Linked DNA regions of Sus scrofa: region 2 is linked to region 1. The links are chromatin contacts, called in public Hi-C maps. All regions are on one chromosome and are shown on one strand. The core of a region is the stretch at or near the end of the contact, and the rest is flanking DNA. Distances in the headings are between cores, read along the strand shown.

Region 1 (7,364 bases), core at 1,530-4,029:
TGCCAAGGCTGGGACTGGCCGTGCCAAAAGTGACAGGCCGCTGGTGCCATCGCTGCATGTGGCTCCTGGCAGATGTGACCCTCCTTCTGCCTCCCCACCTCCTGCCAGGTCCTCCCTGCCACTCTGATCAGTTGTCGCAAAGGGTCACAGAGTTGGAAGGTGAGAGTCAGCTAAAGAGACAGCAGCATGGCCTCCCCAAGAACGAGCAGGGTCGGGGGGCAAACGGGCTCAGGCTGAGTGCCAAAGAAAGAGCAAGTGTCCTGCCTGTTTCATGGGGAAGGCTCCAGAACCCACAGCTGCCAAATAATCACAGCCTATTAAAATGATAGGATGCCTAGAACATGTCCTTCTGGCCACACGACAAAGATGTGACCAAACTGAACAAACAGCTGTGGGAAATAAATCAGAAGCACCGAACTCAGCTTCCTAACTTATGTGGTCGCGAGAAAAATCTAATTGTCCTGGAACTGGAGCTTGGTGAGAATCAACGTGGAAGGGACCCCAGGGGTGAATCGTTAACCCTCACACTGTCGAACTGTTAACTCAACTGGTGGATGAGCAAAGCCTCGCTTTCTTAGAGGTAAGAAAAACCATACGGTAGAGGAAGTGTTGAGATGCTTAAAATCTTTGATGGGAACAGAGGCAGTGAAGAAGCATTTGTATCCATGATGTCAGTACATGTGCAACCAGTTTAATGTAAGGAATCTGATCCATGGGATAAGCACTTACCTTGACTTGTCTGTCCTGGAGGGTTTTTAAAGCATTCGTGAGAATTTATCATATCAGACGTGAGACATAGGATCAAAATTGCATTGCTCTCTTGCTCCTTGTCAAGGCTCTTAATTCATGTAAGGGAATCTGAGATCTCAGATTTGTGAAAACTTGTGTGTGTGAGTGTGTCTTTTTGCCTTTTCTAGGGCCACACCTTCGGCATATGGAGGTTCCCAGGCTAGGGATTGAATCAGAGCTACACCACAGCCACAGCATTGCAGGATCCGAGCCACGTCTGCAACCTACACCACTGCTCATGGCAACGCTGGATCCTTAACCCACTGAGCGAGGCCAGGGATCGAACCCACAATCTCATGGTTCCTAGTCCGATTCGATAACCACTGAGCCACGGCGGGAACTCCAGATTTGTGAAAACTTTGTTTACTAAATTTGCAATCAATGTTCAAATGTTTTGGGAAATCTAAAAATTGTGAAACTCACGGCTTGCTATTTTTAGCTGTCGAAGCAGTCAGAGAATGTTTAGAGGAAAGTTGATTCTTTGAAAATGAATTAATCATTACCAAAAAACCAAACAGTTGTGAATATTTGTGCCCACACTCAAAAGCTCTTCTGAAATTAAAAGATTTTAGAAGTTCCCGTGGTGGCACAGTATCTACTAGGATGCAGGTTCCATCCCTGGCCTCATTAAATGGGTCTGGGATCCGGCGTTGCCGTGAGCTGTTGTGTAGGTCACGGACGAGGCTCAGATCCTGTGTTGCTGTGGCTGTGGTATAGGCAGGCAGCTGTAGTTCTGATTTGACCCCTAGCCTGGGAACCTTCATATGCTGCAGGTGTAGCCCTAAAAAGCAAAACAAAAACAAACAAACAAAAAAGTTTCGTCACCATCATTTCAGCAAATGATGCTGGGAAAACTGGATACCCACATGCCAAAGAAAGAAGTTAGACCCAGAGTTCCCGTCGTGGCGCAGTGGTTAACGAATCCGACTAGGAACCATGAGGTTGCGGGTTCGGTCCCTGCCCTTGCTCAGTGGGTTAAACGATCTGGCGTTGCCGTGAGCTGTGGTGTAGGTTGCAGACGCGGCTCGGATCCCGCGTGGCTGTGGCTCTGGCGTAGGCCGGTGGCTACAGCTCTGATTCAACCCCTAGCCTGGGAACCTCCATATGCCGCAGGTGCGGCCCTAGAAAAGGCAACAAACAAACAAATAAATAAATAAATAAATAAATAAAATAAGTTAGACCCTTCCCTTATACATTATACATAAGTGGACCCAAATTAAATTAAGGACCTAGAACTGAGATCTAAACCTCTTAGAAGAGAGCTTTTCTGAGGGGAAACGCTTCATGACAGTGGATCTGGCGACAATTTCTTGATATGACCGCAAACACGTGGGCAACCAAAGGAAGAAGGAATCGGGTTTCAGCAACATTAAAAGTTTTTGTGCATCGAAGGACACACTCGATAGTGTCAGTCTATGGAGTGGGAGAAATATTTGCAAATCGTGTATCTAATAAGGGGTTAATAGCCGGGACATAGAAAGAACTGCTACAGCTCAACGACAACAAAAAAACAAACAAGCAGATTTTAAAAATGGGCCCAGGACTTGAATAGACATTTCTTCAAGGAAGATATTCATGTACATATATAAGATATATGTATGAAAAGATGCTTGAGGAGTTCCCATGGTGGTGCAGTGGCAACAATCCCGACCAGTATCCATGAGGACTTAAGTTCAATCCCTGGCCTTGCTCAGTGGGTTAAGGATCTGGCATGGCCATGGGGAGCTGTGGTGTAGATCACCGATGCGGCTTGGAACCTGAGTTGCTGTGGCTGTGGTGTAGGCCAGTGGCTAGAGCTCTGATTCAGCCCGTAGCTTGGGAACTTCCATTTGCCTCACATTCGGCCATAAAAAGCAAAAATAAAAGAAAAAGAAGAAAAGAGAACAAAGAGAAAAAGAAAACATGCCCCACACCACTAATCATTAGGGAACCGCAAATCAAACCCATGATGTCACCTCACACCAGTGTTGACAACTATTTGGTTTTCTGCTAATAATTAATCTTCAAACAATCAACGTTCCTCTCAGCATTCCCTGACTGCTTTCACAGCTGAAATATACCAGGTGTGGGAGTTCCCGCTGTGGCTCCATGGTAATGAGCCTGACTAGTATCCATGAGGTCGCGGGTTCGATCCCTGACCTCCCTCGGTGTGTTACGGATACAGTGATGCTGTGAGCTGTGGTGTAGGTCCCAGACGTGGGTCAGGTCTGGTGTGGCTGTGGCTGTGGCTGTGATGTAGGCCAGCAGCTATAGCTCTGATTCGACCCCTGGCCTGGGAACTTCCATATGCTGTGGGTTCAGCCCTAAAAAGCAAAAACAATAAATACTAATAAATAAATGAATCAAAATGAAATATACCAGGTGTATTTATAGTCCATATACCGTATTTGTTGTACCATAATGGGAATACACTCAAGACTACTGAACTGTACATTTGAAAGTAGTTCAGATGGTAAATTTTATGCTGCGTGTGTTTGGTTGGTTGTTTTGGGGGCTGCCCTGGCGGCACATGGAAGTTCCCAGGCCAGGGAACAAATCTGAGCTGCAGCAACGCTACATCTTTAACCCACTGTGCCATAGTGGCAACCCCTGTGTGATCATCATTTTATTTAATTGTATGTATTTATTTATTTATTTATTTGTCTTTTTTTTTCTTTTCTAGGGCCGCGCCCAAGGCATATGGAGGTTCCCCGGCTAGGGGTTGAATCGGAGCTGCAGCTGCCGGCCTACACCACAGCCACAGCCACGCCGGATCCAAGCTGCGTCTGCGACCTACACCACAGCTCATGGCATCACCGTATCCTTAACACACCGAGGGAGTCCAGGGATCGAACCTGGCCGGATCCTTAACCCACTGAGCAAGGCCAGGGACCGAACCCGCAACCTCGTGGTTCCCAGTCGGATTCGTTAACCACTGAGCCACGACAGGAACTCCCTGATCATCATTTTAAAGAACGATCTTGCACTATCGTTTTCCTCCAAAGTTAGTATGAGGTGGGGCAGGATGAGGCTGTCTAGTCTTGTTGTAAATTATATTTGCCGGCCTCTACCGTGTGTGTTTTGTGACTTTGAATTAGGAGCTCTTTCAAGCCGTCCTCTGTGAGATCTCGGCTGAGTAGCTGTGCTTTGCTTTCGCCAAAAGGCCTGGAGTCATCACTGGCCCAGCCTCGACTCCCTTGACACCTCATTTGGGCAGCGCCTCCTCCACCAGGTTTGATTTTTAACACGTGCCCCTTGAGACTGATCCGGTGGTGACAGTTTCAATAGACAATCATCTTTCTTCCATTGAGAGCCCCAGCAGCAATAGGAAAATCTGAGGGGTTCTGAATGCAGTTCTGTGGGTTGTTTTTTAAATGGCCGTGAGACCCCGCTTGCATGAAGTTTACCCTTTCAACTGCTTACAGCTGCTCGGCCCGCAGTGCCTCCGCGTTGTTATGCCGCCGTCCTCGCCCTCCCCGTGGGGAAGGCTGGCATCACCTCAGCCTGGACCTCAGCCCCCACTACACCCCAGCGCTCCAGCCCCTCCCCGGCCACCACCATTCTACTTCCCGATTCTCCCAATTTGCCTCTTCCAGGTACCGCTCATCGGTGGACTGATGCCATCTCCCACCTTGTGTGATTGGCGGCTTTCACTTAGCAAAGTATTTTTAAGATCCATCCTTGTTTGGCATGCTTTGGAATTTCCTGCCTTTTCAAGGCTGAGTGATATTCCATTGTCTCCTCTTCTCTGCTCTGTGCTCTCAGCTTCTTTCCTTCTGTTCATTTCTTCCTTCCTTCCTTCCTTCCTTCTCCTTCCTTCCCTTCTCTCTCTCTCTCATGGTGAGGCGGGGAGACAGTATGAAGATTTTCCTTTCTTAGGAGCTTGTCAATGCATTTAGAAAGTTGTTTGGGGAGTTCCTTTCGTGGCTCAGCAGTTAACGAACCCGACTGGCATCCACGAGGCCGTGCGTTAAATCCCTGGCCTCGATCCTCGGTCGAGGATCTGTCAGCATTGCCGTGGCGGTGGTGTAGGCTACATATGTGGCTGTGGCGTGGGCCGGCAGCTGCAGCTCCAATTGGACCCCTCGCCTGGGAACTTCCATATGTTGTGAGTACAGCCCTAAAAGGCTAAAAAAAAAAAAAAAAAAAAAAAAACCAAGAAAGGCAAAAACCAAAAGCAAATGATAAAATGCTTGTACAAAGAATTCCGTATATCCTTTTCCCAGGCTCCCCAATTATCCCTATCCCCCCCTTTTGCTTTCTCATTCGCTCTCTGTGTCTGTATATTACTATGTATTTTATTTACCTTTCCAGAAACATTTGAGAAAGCACTGGCGATACCATGCCCCTTTGTCCCTAACTGGTCCAGTGTGTATTTGCTAAGCATAAGGACATTCTTTTCAGTAGCTGCAGTACAAAAATCAGAAGCAGAAAATTTACCATGGGAGGGAGTTCCCGTTGTGGCTCAGTGGTAATGAACCTGGCCCTAAAAAGAAAAAGAAAAAAGAAAAAAGAAAGAAATGAAAATTAACATAGGATACATTTTTTTTTCTTTTGTCTTTTGTCTTTTTGTCTTTTGTTTTTGTTGTTGTTGTTGCTATTTCTTGGGCCGCTCCCGCGGCATATGGAGGTTCCCAGGCTAGGGGTTGAATCGGAGCTGTAGCCACCGGCCTACGCCAGAGCCACAGCAACGCGGGATCCGAGCCGCGTCTGCAACCTACACCACAGCTCATGGCAACGCCAGATCGTTAACCCACTGAGCAAGGGCAGGGACCGAACCCGCAACCTCATGGTTCCTAGTCGGATTCGTTAACCACTGCGCCACGACGGGAACTCCTAGGATACATTTTTAATCTAAAGCACAGAACTCAGGAGTTCCTGTCGTGGTGCAGCTTAAATGAATCCAACTAGGAACCATGAGGTTGCACGTTCAATCCCTGGCCTCGCTCAGGGGGTTAAAGATCTGGCCTAATCCAGTTGCCATGAGCTGTGGCGTAGGTCACAGACATGACTCGGATCCCACATGGCTGTGGCTGTGGCGTGTGCCAGCGGCTCTAGCTCTGATTCGACCCCTAGCCTGGGAACTTCCATATGCCTCGGGTGTGGCCCTAGAAACAAAAATAAAATAAAATAAAAAATAAAGCACAGCACTCATTCAGATCTTATCAAAGGTCTTGCTAATATTCAGGCTGTCACCTGGACTGCGCAGTGAACCACATTTCCTCCGGCCGGCTCTCTGATCTCATTAATATAAACAGTCCTCCCAACGTTTTGTTCTTGACCTTGGCATTTGCCTACCGTCAAAGCCAGTGGTTTCACAGACGGCGTGGATTGGAGTTTGTTTGAAGTTTCCTCGTGATTCCTTTTGGTTGAGGGAACACAGTTTCTTAAATCTTCCCAAATTCTGTCCCACCCCCAAAAACGACAACCCCCCCTCCCCATAGTAAAGCCAGGACGATAGCAGAGGTTCACAAACACTCCTTCCAGCAAAAGACAACGTGCATCCTGGAAAAAAAAAAAAAAAAGTGGGTGGGGTCAAACCAGGGCGGGCAGAGGAAGAAACGAAACCGGCAAAAATGCCACACCCGCCAACACCTCGTTGTCAGACTTCCAGCCTCGGGAACCACGAGAGCAAATTTCTGTTCTTCTCAACCATTCAGTTTGTGACACTTCCTTGCAGCAGCCCTAGGATCCGAAGCCACTCCTCATCGCATCCTCCCACGGTTGGTGGCAATGGCTCATCTGATTTCTGTCCCTTTGAATTCGCCTTTTCTGCAGACTTTTGGATTCAATGGGTCCGAGTTCCAGAATGGGCATCTCTAGAGTTCCCGTTGTGGCACAGCGAAAACCGCTCTGACGAGTAACCATGAGGATGTGGGTTCCATCCCTGGTTCCGTCCAGTGAGTTAAGGATCCTGTGTTGCTGGGAGCTGTGGTTTAAGTTGCAGACCAGGCTCGTGTCCCTCATTGCTGTGGCTGTGGTGTAGGCCGGTAGCTGTGGTTCCGATGCAGCCCCTAGCCTGGGAACTTCCATATGCCTTGGGTGTGGCCCTAAAAAGCAAAATGTGCGTTTGTTTTTGTTTTTTCTTTTTATGACCACACCTGTTGCATATGTGAATTCCCAGGCCAGGGGTTGAATCCAAGCTGCAGCTGCCGGCCTACGCCACAGCCACAGCCACGCCAGATCCCAGCTGTGCCTGCAACCTACACTGCAGCTCAGGGCAACACTGGATTCTTAACCCACTGAGCGAGGCCAGAGGTTGAACTCAAACCCTCATGGATACTGGTCGGGTTCGTTACTGCTGAGCCACAATGGGAACTCCAAAATGTGCACTTCTGAAGTCCCGGGATGCTGAAGTTTCTGGTTGACACCTTATTTTAACAGCCACCCTACCGCATCTCAAGGGCAGATCATTTGGGGTGTAGGTTCCAGTCAAAGAGCAAACTAGCCCCTCCAGCTGTCACTGGAATCTGGAATCTCTGCTAATAAATTCATCTCCCAGGACCCCTTCTTGGACTGGCTGCCCAGGTTGATATCAATTTTAAGGGCAAATTCTTGCAATTCTTTTTATTTATTTATTTGTTTATTTTTGCTTT
Region 2 (7,364 bases), core at 2,791-5,290, 240 kb before region 1:
TCCGAGGAGGAAGAGGAAGAGGACCACAGCTCCCCTGAAGAGGATGGTGAAGGTTCAGAAGAGGAAGGAGAAGGCACCCACCAGGGCAGCCTGGACCGGGAGGATGAGGAAGACGAGGAGGAAGGTCATGGCCTCAGCCTGAGCCAGGAGGAGGAGGAGGAAGAGGAGGAGGAAGAAGAGGAGGAGGAGAGGAGGGAAGAGAGGGCTGAGGTTTGGGTCCCACTGAGCCAGGACCACCAGGAGGAAGACGACGAGGAGGAGGAGGAGCTGCCCGTCACCATCATCCCCAACCCACTGGCTGGGAGGGAGGCGGGAGGTGCCTCCAGCGAGGAGGAGAGTGGTGAGGACGTGGGTAAGTGATCTGACTAGGTGGGGGTGGGGAAGAGCAGAGTCAGCCCGGGTCACTGCTGCCCTCTTTCTTGTCCCCCCAGGTCCCCAGGGTGCCCAGGAATACGGAAACTACCAGCCAGGATCCCTGTGTGGCTACTGCTCCTTCTGCAATGTATGTCCCCAACCCAGATCCATCCACCCAGCTGTCCTGAGAATTTCTTCCAGGGCTCTGGTGTGCCTTGGGAGGGCCTTGAGAAAAGGAGGGTCAGGGACAGTTCTGAGTGAACAGCGACACTTCTGGGGCTACGTGGGGGACATCTGGAGGCCAGGATGCTGGGGAGGAAGCTGGGACAATGGTCCAGGAAAGGGTGGGTGAGGCATGAGCTACAAGGCTGTGGGAACAGAGAGGAGGGTACAGGGAGGCAGTGGGGGCAGGAGGACTGTAGACTGACAGGCTGGGAGGAGCGCATGGAGAGAGGAGGTAAAGAGAGGACTGGGGGTGGGGGGCCCAGGCCACAGTGATGGGAGGCCGCGGTGGCGCCCTGCAATAGGGAAACGAGGGGGCGGAAAGCAGACTGGTGGAGATACTGAGCTTAAGGTTAGAGGTAAAGAGGTTGAGGATTGGGAGTTCCTTTCGTGGCGGAGTGGTTAATGAATCTGACAAGGAACCATGAGAGGTTGTGGGTTCCATCCCTGGCCCCGCTCAGCGGGTTAAGGATCTGGCGTTGCTGTGAGCTGGGGTCTAAGTCGCAGGATCCCGCGTGGCTGTGGCTGTGGTCGTGGCTGTGGCTGTGGCGTAGGCCGGGCAGCTACAGCTCTGATTAGACCCCTAGCCATATGGAACCTCCATATGCCGCAGGTATGGCCCTAGAAAATCAAAAAAAAAAAAAAAAAAAAAGGCAAGAGGTTGAGAACTAAGTCAAGTCCAGGGGGCAGGTTGGAGGGCTGCCCGGCGGCTCCAAAACATTTCCATTAACCAGGCTCCTCTGGTCCCCAGCGATGCACTGAATGTGAGAACTGTCACTGTGACGAGGAGAACATGGGAGAGCACTGCGACCAGTGCCAGGTGAGACTTCTCCCAGACTCAAGGACCCGCCAGGCTTCAGGATGGCTCGGGACCATCTGAGCACCCCAACCCCAGCCCCAAATCCTGGCCTCTGTCGTCAAACTCGCCTAACCTTTCGGTCCTGTTGCAGCCTTAACTCCAACTGACCTTAACCTCCAAAGAGCTAGCCTCCTGCCCCTGTACCGCCCACGTCCCATCCTGACTCCCCCTTGCCACCACCGCGTCCTACCGCTCCTTCTCTCTCCCCATCCCCACCCCAGCACTGCCAGTTCTGCTACCTCTGCCCGCTGGTCTGTGAAACAGTCTGCAGTCCAGGTGAGCATGGGCGGGGCCCAGGAGAAACCCTCCGAAGGGGCAAGTGGGGGCGGAGCCAACCTGTGGCAGGCCTAGAAGGCCTGGGGCGTGGCTACATGGGGAGGCGTGGCCAAGGCACGGCAACGGTGGCTCTCCAGGAGCACGGAGGGGCGGAGCCTGGGCCGAGGGAAAGTCGGGGATAGGTGTCAAAGCCTAAGCGTTTAGGATTGGCTGAAGAGTTGAGGGGTGGACCTAGAACCGAGAGGGTGGGGCCAAAGCAAGAGGAATTTGAAGGACGGGGCAGGGGGTGGGGCTATTGGAGAATGGGAACCCCCAGAGCTAGGAGGAGAGAGGGGGACCCTCAAAGGACTTCCCATTGTGGCTCAGCGGAAACGAACCTGACTAGTATCCACGAGGACGCAGGTTCGATCCCTGGCCTCGCTCAGTGGGCCCTTAACCCACTCCAAATGCCGGTGCGGCCCTAAAGAGACAGAAGACAAAAAAAAAAAAAAAAAAAAGAGTCCCAGTGGAAGGAATTATCTTGACTCCAGTAATCAGGGAGAGGGGGCGGAGCTAGTCCTGATCCCGGACTGAGTGAAAAGTGGTCCCCTAATTTCACCCCCTCAAGCTTCTTCTCTCCTGCAGGAAGCTACGTCGACTATTTCTCCTCTTCCCTGTACCAGTAAGTGTGCGTGTAGTGGCGGGGCGGGGGTAGTTTAAGGACCCTGCCTAGGTGCTGTCCCGCAAGGAATTACTGGACGACCCTGGGAGAAATGCGCAGGTTAACGATCCTTAAGTGCCCTGGGGGAGCTTTGGACCCTTGGGCTGGGTAACCTCTGCCTCTTACTCTCCAGAGCCCTGGCAGACATGCTGGAAACTCCAGAAGCCTGACCCCCACCCCCCACCACCCCCGCCTCGCGGCTGCGGAGCAGACACATCTCCCTGGCCCTCCAGCCCCTTTCCAGAGCCATATTTATTTCTCTAAATAAACGTGCTCCCCGAAACCTCATAGTCAGGCCTGGGGTCTGGATCCTCTGGACACTGGGGAACGCGGGTGGGAACTGGGATCTTGGATTCTCGAGTCTGAGGGAGGAGAGGGGTCCTCGTTGGTGTGCTAGGTCCTGATAAATAAATCAGTCGACACGGGAGCTTTTTGAAATAGTTCTCTTTACCCGTGATCACTGAGTGACGCTTGGGGCAGGGAGGCCGATCAAGAGTCGGGGGCGAGGGCTCCCCCACGGTCCTTCCTCCCCCGTGCCACGTCGCCCAGTGGCATCGTGGAAAGAGGATTCTCCCATGCAAACCCCGGAGCCGGAGCGGAACGGGGAGCGCAGTTCGGCACCCCCCACCCCCGGGGCACGGACACGGCCACAGCACGGGGGGTGGGGAAGGGCCTCCGGGACACGAGACACTGGGAGAGGGAACCCCGCCCGCAGCTGACCCCAGGCACCGGCGACTGGAAGCGGCGGGGCAGGGCTGAGTGGCACAAGGGACGAGGCTTTTAGCAGCGAGTCCCCCCTCCTCTCCTTTCGGATGAAGAAGGAAGACTTGGGCCCCGCGACCCGGAAGAAGGGGGGGCAGCCTCTCCACGCATGCGGCCTGGGAGGGAAGCCCCGCCCCCTTCCCGCGGGGAAAGGGCACCCGTCTCCCACTGGAAACTGATCAATAAATTACAAAGTAGAGGAAAGGGAGGCGGAAGTTTGGGGCGGGACTTCTTCCTGCCCTTTTCTTTCCCCCTCCCAGTCCAGTGCATGTGGTTTGGTCCAGGCCCAGTCCATTTGTGAGGCGGGGACGCGCACTCCCCGCTTATCTGTACAGAAGGTCCAGTCCGCGGCGCGAGCTCCCCCGCAGGCTCTCTCCTGGCGAGACCAGACTCTGGGCAGGAGGGGGAGCAGCCCAGCCTCAGAAAGGTTCTTCCGTCGGAGTGAGGTCACCTGCATTGACGCCAGGCGGTACGTGCAGCTGTGAAGATCCATTGTGCCGCCCCAAACCCCAAGGTTGCCCAGTACAGTCCTCACCTGGAGGCCCACACTAGCAGGAATAGGTCCGGACAGAAACGCCCTCTGCCCGGGAACTTCCAGAAGTCTGGCCTGGAGAGAAAAAGAACAGCAGCTCAGCCTGCAAAGAGCAAGTGTGTGCGCAAGTCGTGCCTGGGAAGCGCGCGCGCGCGTGCACACACACACTCACACACGCCCAGTTCCTCCCCCCAGTGTTTCTCCGATCCTTAACCGTCTGCCCTAGGATTTCGCCTCCCGAGATAACGAGGACTGCCTAGCTCCAAGCTGGTTTCCCTCCCTTCCCCACAGCCTTGGATTCCTCCAAAGTGCCCCAGGTGACACTGGAAGAATTCATTTCTTGCTCTGGAAAAGGGGTATAGGATTAATCCATTCCACCCCGGGGAGGACGCTGGCTTATTGGAGTGGTCCATTTGTCATGGGTGGGGGAGAAAGGACTAGGCCATTTCAGAACCCGGAGAGGGAGGCTTCTGGAACGTTGAGTTGGTCCATTTCCCAGCCCCAGGAAGGGGAGGGGAGGAAGGGCTGTCGCATATGGGATCCGCCCACCTTCCGGCTGCAGCTTGCGGAGAGGGAGCCCCGGCGAGCCCAGAGCCCCTGCTGCGGCCGAACGAAAGTTGGGGGGCAACATCTCAGCTGAGTCGGGGGTTACGCCTCGGAGGTCCTTCTCTCGGAACATCTTCCGCCAGGATGGGGAGCGGCTGAAGGACTTGGCGCTGTCCTAGGTAGAGGGGCCGGCAGCCGGTGAGGGACTGGGGTGGTGTTTCGACTCCACCCCTCTCAGGGTCCCGTCCCTCTCTAACCCCGCCCCTTCCCTGACACCCCCTCCAACCCTAACTGGAGGACAACGTCAAGCCCCACCCCTTCAGCTCGGAGCCTACAGGTGCCGCTGGGAGTGGAGTCTCCTATGCCACTGCAGCGCCCACCTCGTCCAGCCGCCTGTCTGTGCCCAAGGAGATGAGGTTGCTGAATTCCTTTTCCAAGAGTTGCCGGGCCTGAGGAGGAGAGGTGGAAGAGGGGTCGCAACGTGCAGTCTACGAGATGGGGATGCCCACTATGCCCCGGGCCTAGCGGCTGCTCACCTGTGCATTCTGCGTGGGGATCTGCAGCAGCAAGGCCAGGTCGGTGTAGTCGAAGGTCTCGTCCAGGGCGAGCAGTGCCCCGTGCACCCCGCTCTCCGTAAGATTCGTGGCGAATTCCTTCAAGCCCAGCCCGGACACCCAACCCATGACCCGCTCATTGGACCACACCATGACGTCTGGGGACAGAAGGGACACTCAGCCGCGCCCCTCCTGGGGGCCTGCCCTTCCAATGTATTTCATCTCTCCACCCCTCTTCCTGACCACGCCCCCATGCTGGCCCCACCCCCTTTTCCCGGCCTTCCTCCCCCTCCCCTATTTGTTAGACCTCCTCCAGCCCTGCCCCAAATCTCCTCTAGCCCTGCCTCCACTTTTCTACTCACCTCGGATCTGAGTCTGACTCTCTTCCCGCCTCCGCTCCAAGTCCTTCCGGTCATAGTTGAGCCGTTTCAGGCACATGATCCCATAATGCAAGCTCACCCTGAGCAGCAGAGACAGTGGAATCACAGAGGAGCCCTCAAGACCCCATTGCCTGCTGCTCCTATTGGGCCCCCCTATTGTCTGGGGTTTTCTGGGAGAGGTGGCAGAATTGCTCCATCGGCTCTGTCCTATTAATTGCTGACCCTCCCAAGAGTTGGCATATTTTCAGCAAGCAGCTCCTATTAGCCAAACGGTGAGCCAGCTTGGTCAACTGGCCAAGCTGTCTCAGGACTTGGACTGTTCCTAGTAGGCCATCTTATGAGTGCAAGGGGCACAGGAGTCTGGATTTCCTGAGAGTCGGCGCTAAAGGACCTAAGATAGTCCAAGGAATTCCCCAGCACTGGTCCAGTTTGCCAAAGACTCTCTAGGAATGGGGCTTCCCTCCTTGGACTGGCACCTGTTGGCCAGGCAGCCCCCACCTGTGGAAGCTGTCCACCATCTTGAGTTGGCCCCGGAGCTCCTTCTTGTTAAGGTGATCTAACATGCGGGCATCCACCAGCGACTCCATGAAGTAGCTGCGGTACTGGGGCAGCCCCAGGCTGGGCAGCCAGTCGTTTCCCACCCACTCGTGGTTCATGTCGCCATATGCCAGGATCTGGGGCCACGGGCAGGTGGGGGAGGGGTCAGGGCCTCTGACCCCTTCCCAGGGATGTATGAAAGGGTACATTCACCCCCCCATCCAAGGTTGTTCTTTCTCCATTCCATAGCAGGACAATGGCCAATCGCCGCTCAGGACAGTGGACAATCCAGAATTGTCTCTTTCTCCTTCATAACGACAGCATAGACCCTTGTCTACTGGAAAGTGTGGTCCTTGGACCCACAGCATCACTATCTCTTGGGAACTTGCTGGAATTGCAGGATCTCAATTCTAGCTACTCAATTCTAGGCTACTGAATCGAAAATTCTGTATTCTCACAGGATTCTCAGGTGCTCTGAGATGCATGTTAAAGTTTAAGAAGCACTAGTCTAGCATTGTCCCAACTCGGAACAGTGGATCCACCCAACACCACTACTCCAAGTCAGGACAACGGATTCTTCCAACAGAGCTCTCTCCCCAACAAAGGATAGCGTGGCTATCCACCACTCTGCACTGTCCCGAAAATACTAGGCTAATTGTCTACCTGACCCAGGACGATATTCTGGGTCAACACTAAGCCCTTTACGCCTCTAAACATAAGGAAATAACCCAGACCCTCCCCTAATGGAAACAAAGACCCGACGTAGCTCTTCTACCTCAGGTTAGTTCACACCTCTCCCCTCTTGAGAACAAAATGTAGCTCCTTTTCCCCAACTTCTCAGCCTGACGGGCCGTCCCCTCCCCAAATGCTTTCTCTTTTGCCCAGAGCCTGAAACAGCCCCTGGAGCCCCGCAACCCACCATAATGGAATGACCCGTGCACCACTATCAATGGAGCAGTCGGGCTTCTGCACCGACCCCATGAAGCCACAAGGACAGGCCAGAGCGGAGCTCCGCGCAGCCCTCCCCCCGCCCCGCGGTGGTGATGGAATAATCCGGCGAGGGTGGGGGCGGGGCTCGGAGAAGGAGGGGCGTCCATGCAGCGTGCACAGCCTGTTCATGCGCCCACGCCCCGCCCCGCGCCCCCTACCTGCTCCCAGCTGATCTCCTTGGTCTCCTGACCAGTTAGTGGGAAGAGGGGAGAGAAGGGGTGGGTTAAGGAGCAGGCGGAGGAGGGTGGGAGGGACGAACAGACGGACAGACAGCCACAGACTCCCTCCCACTCCTCCCGAGGGAAAGTTAGTGCCACCCCCAGGGCCGCCGGCAGGGGGCACTCACAGGCTTGGTCGTCGCCGTCAGGGACTCCATCTCTTCGTGTGTCATCCACACGTTCCCTGTGGACTGAAGGGCGAGGGGTGTTAGGGAGATTGAGAGAGGGCTTCTGGACCAGAGAGGGGAAGGAGGTCGTGCTCCTGGAGGAGACGAATCAGGCCTGGGAACACATACATTTCTATGCGGAATAAAATGATAAAATATTAAAAGGCAGTAAATGCCATGGGAAATAAGGATGGAGAAGAGTCTGCCTCCTGCGTAAGAAAGACTGAGGGTTGGGAATAGAGGGGAGGCAAGGAGACCCCACTGCAG

The links. A called contact is a pair of places that touch in the nucleus more often than the background predicts.
Region 2: a contact with region 1 is called in a Hi-C map of liver, with 2.8 times the contacts expected there. The contact joins two enhancer-like sites. A contact is called at or near these places in 2 of 47 Hi-C or Micro-C datasets (both in liver) and 2 of 2 datasets of contacts at active chromatin or transcription factors (alveolar macrophages and skeletal muscle).

Annotation. Positions count from the first base shown.
Region 1 is chr6:54,086,791-54,094,154 of Sscrofa11.1, reverse strand. No RefSeq gene overlaps it. Among named protein-coding and RNA genes, the nearest start is that of FGF21, 7.8 kb to the right of the region's middle. Within about 2 kb of position 2,779, at least 4 of the 83 cell types and tissues checked have an H3K27ac peak or open chromatin away from gene starts, as enhancers often do. A contact at or near this core is called in liver, where this site is marked.
Region 2 is chr6:54,332,822-54,340,185 of Sscrofa11.1, reverse strand. PPFIA3 (liprin-alpha-3) reads right to left here. Exons shown (of 30, transcript XM_005664703.3): 22 at 7,059-7,121; 23 at 6,871-6,897; 24 at 5,684-5,859; 25 at 5,168-5,265; 26 at 4,788-4,963; 27 at 4,632-4,700; 28 at 4,255-4,426; 29 at 3,709-3,780; 30 at 2,841-3,624. The coding sequence ends at 3,722. HRC (sarcoplasmic reticulum histidine-rich calcium-binding protein) reads left to right here. Exons shown (of 6, transcript XM_003127287.5): 1 at 1-352; 2 at 432-502; 3 at 1,328-1,396; 4 at 1,657-1,711; 5 at 2,336-2,372; 6 at 2,545-2,838. The coding sequence ends at 2,581. Among named protein-coding and RNA genes, the nearest start is that of HRC, 5.1 kb to the left of the region's middle. Within about 2 kb of position 4,040, at least 69 of the 83 cell types and tissues checked have an H3K27ac peak or open chromatin away from gene starts, as enhancers often do. A contact at or near this core is called in liver, where this site is marked.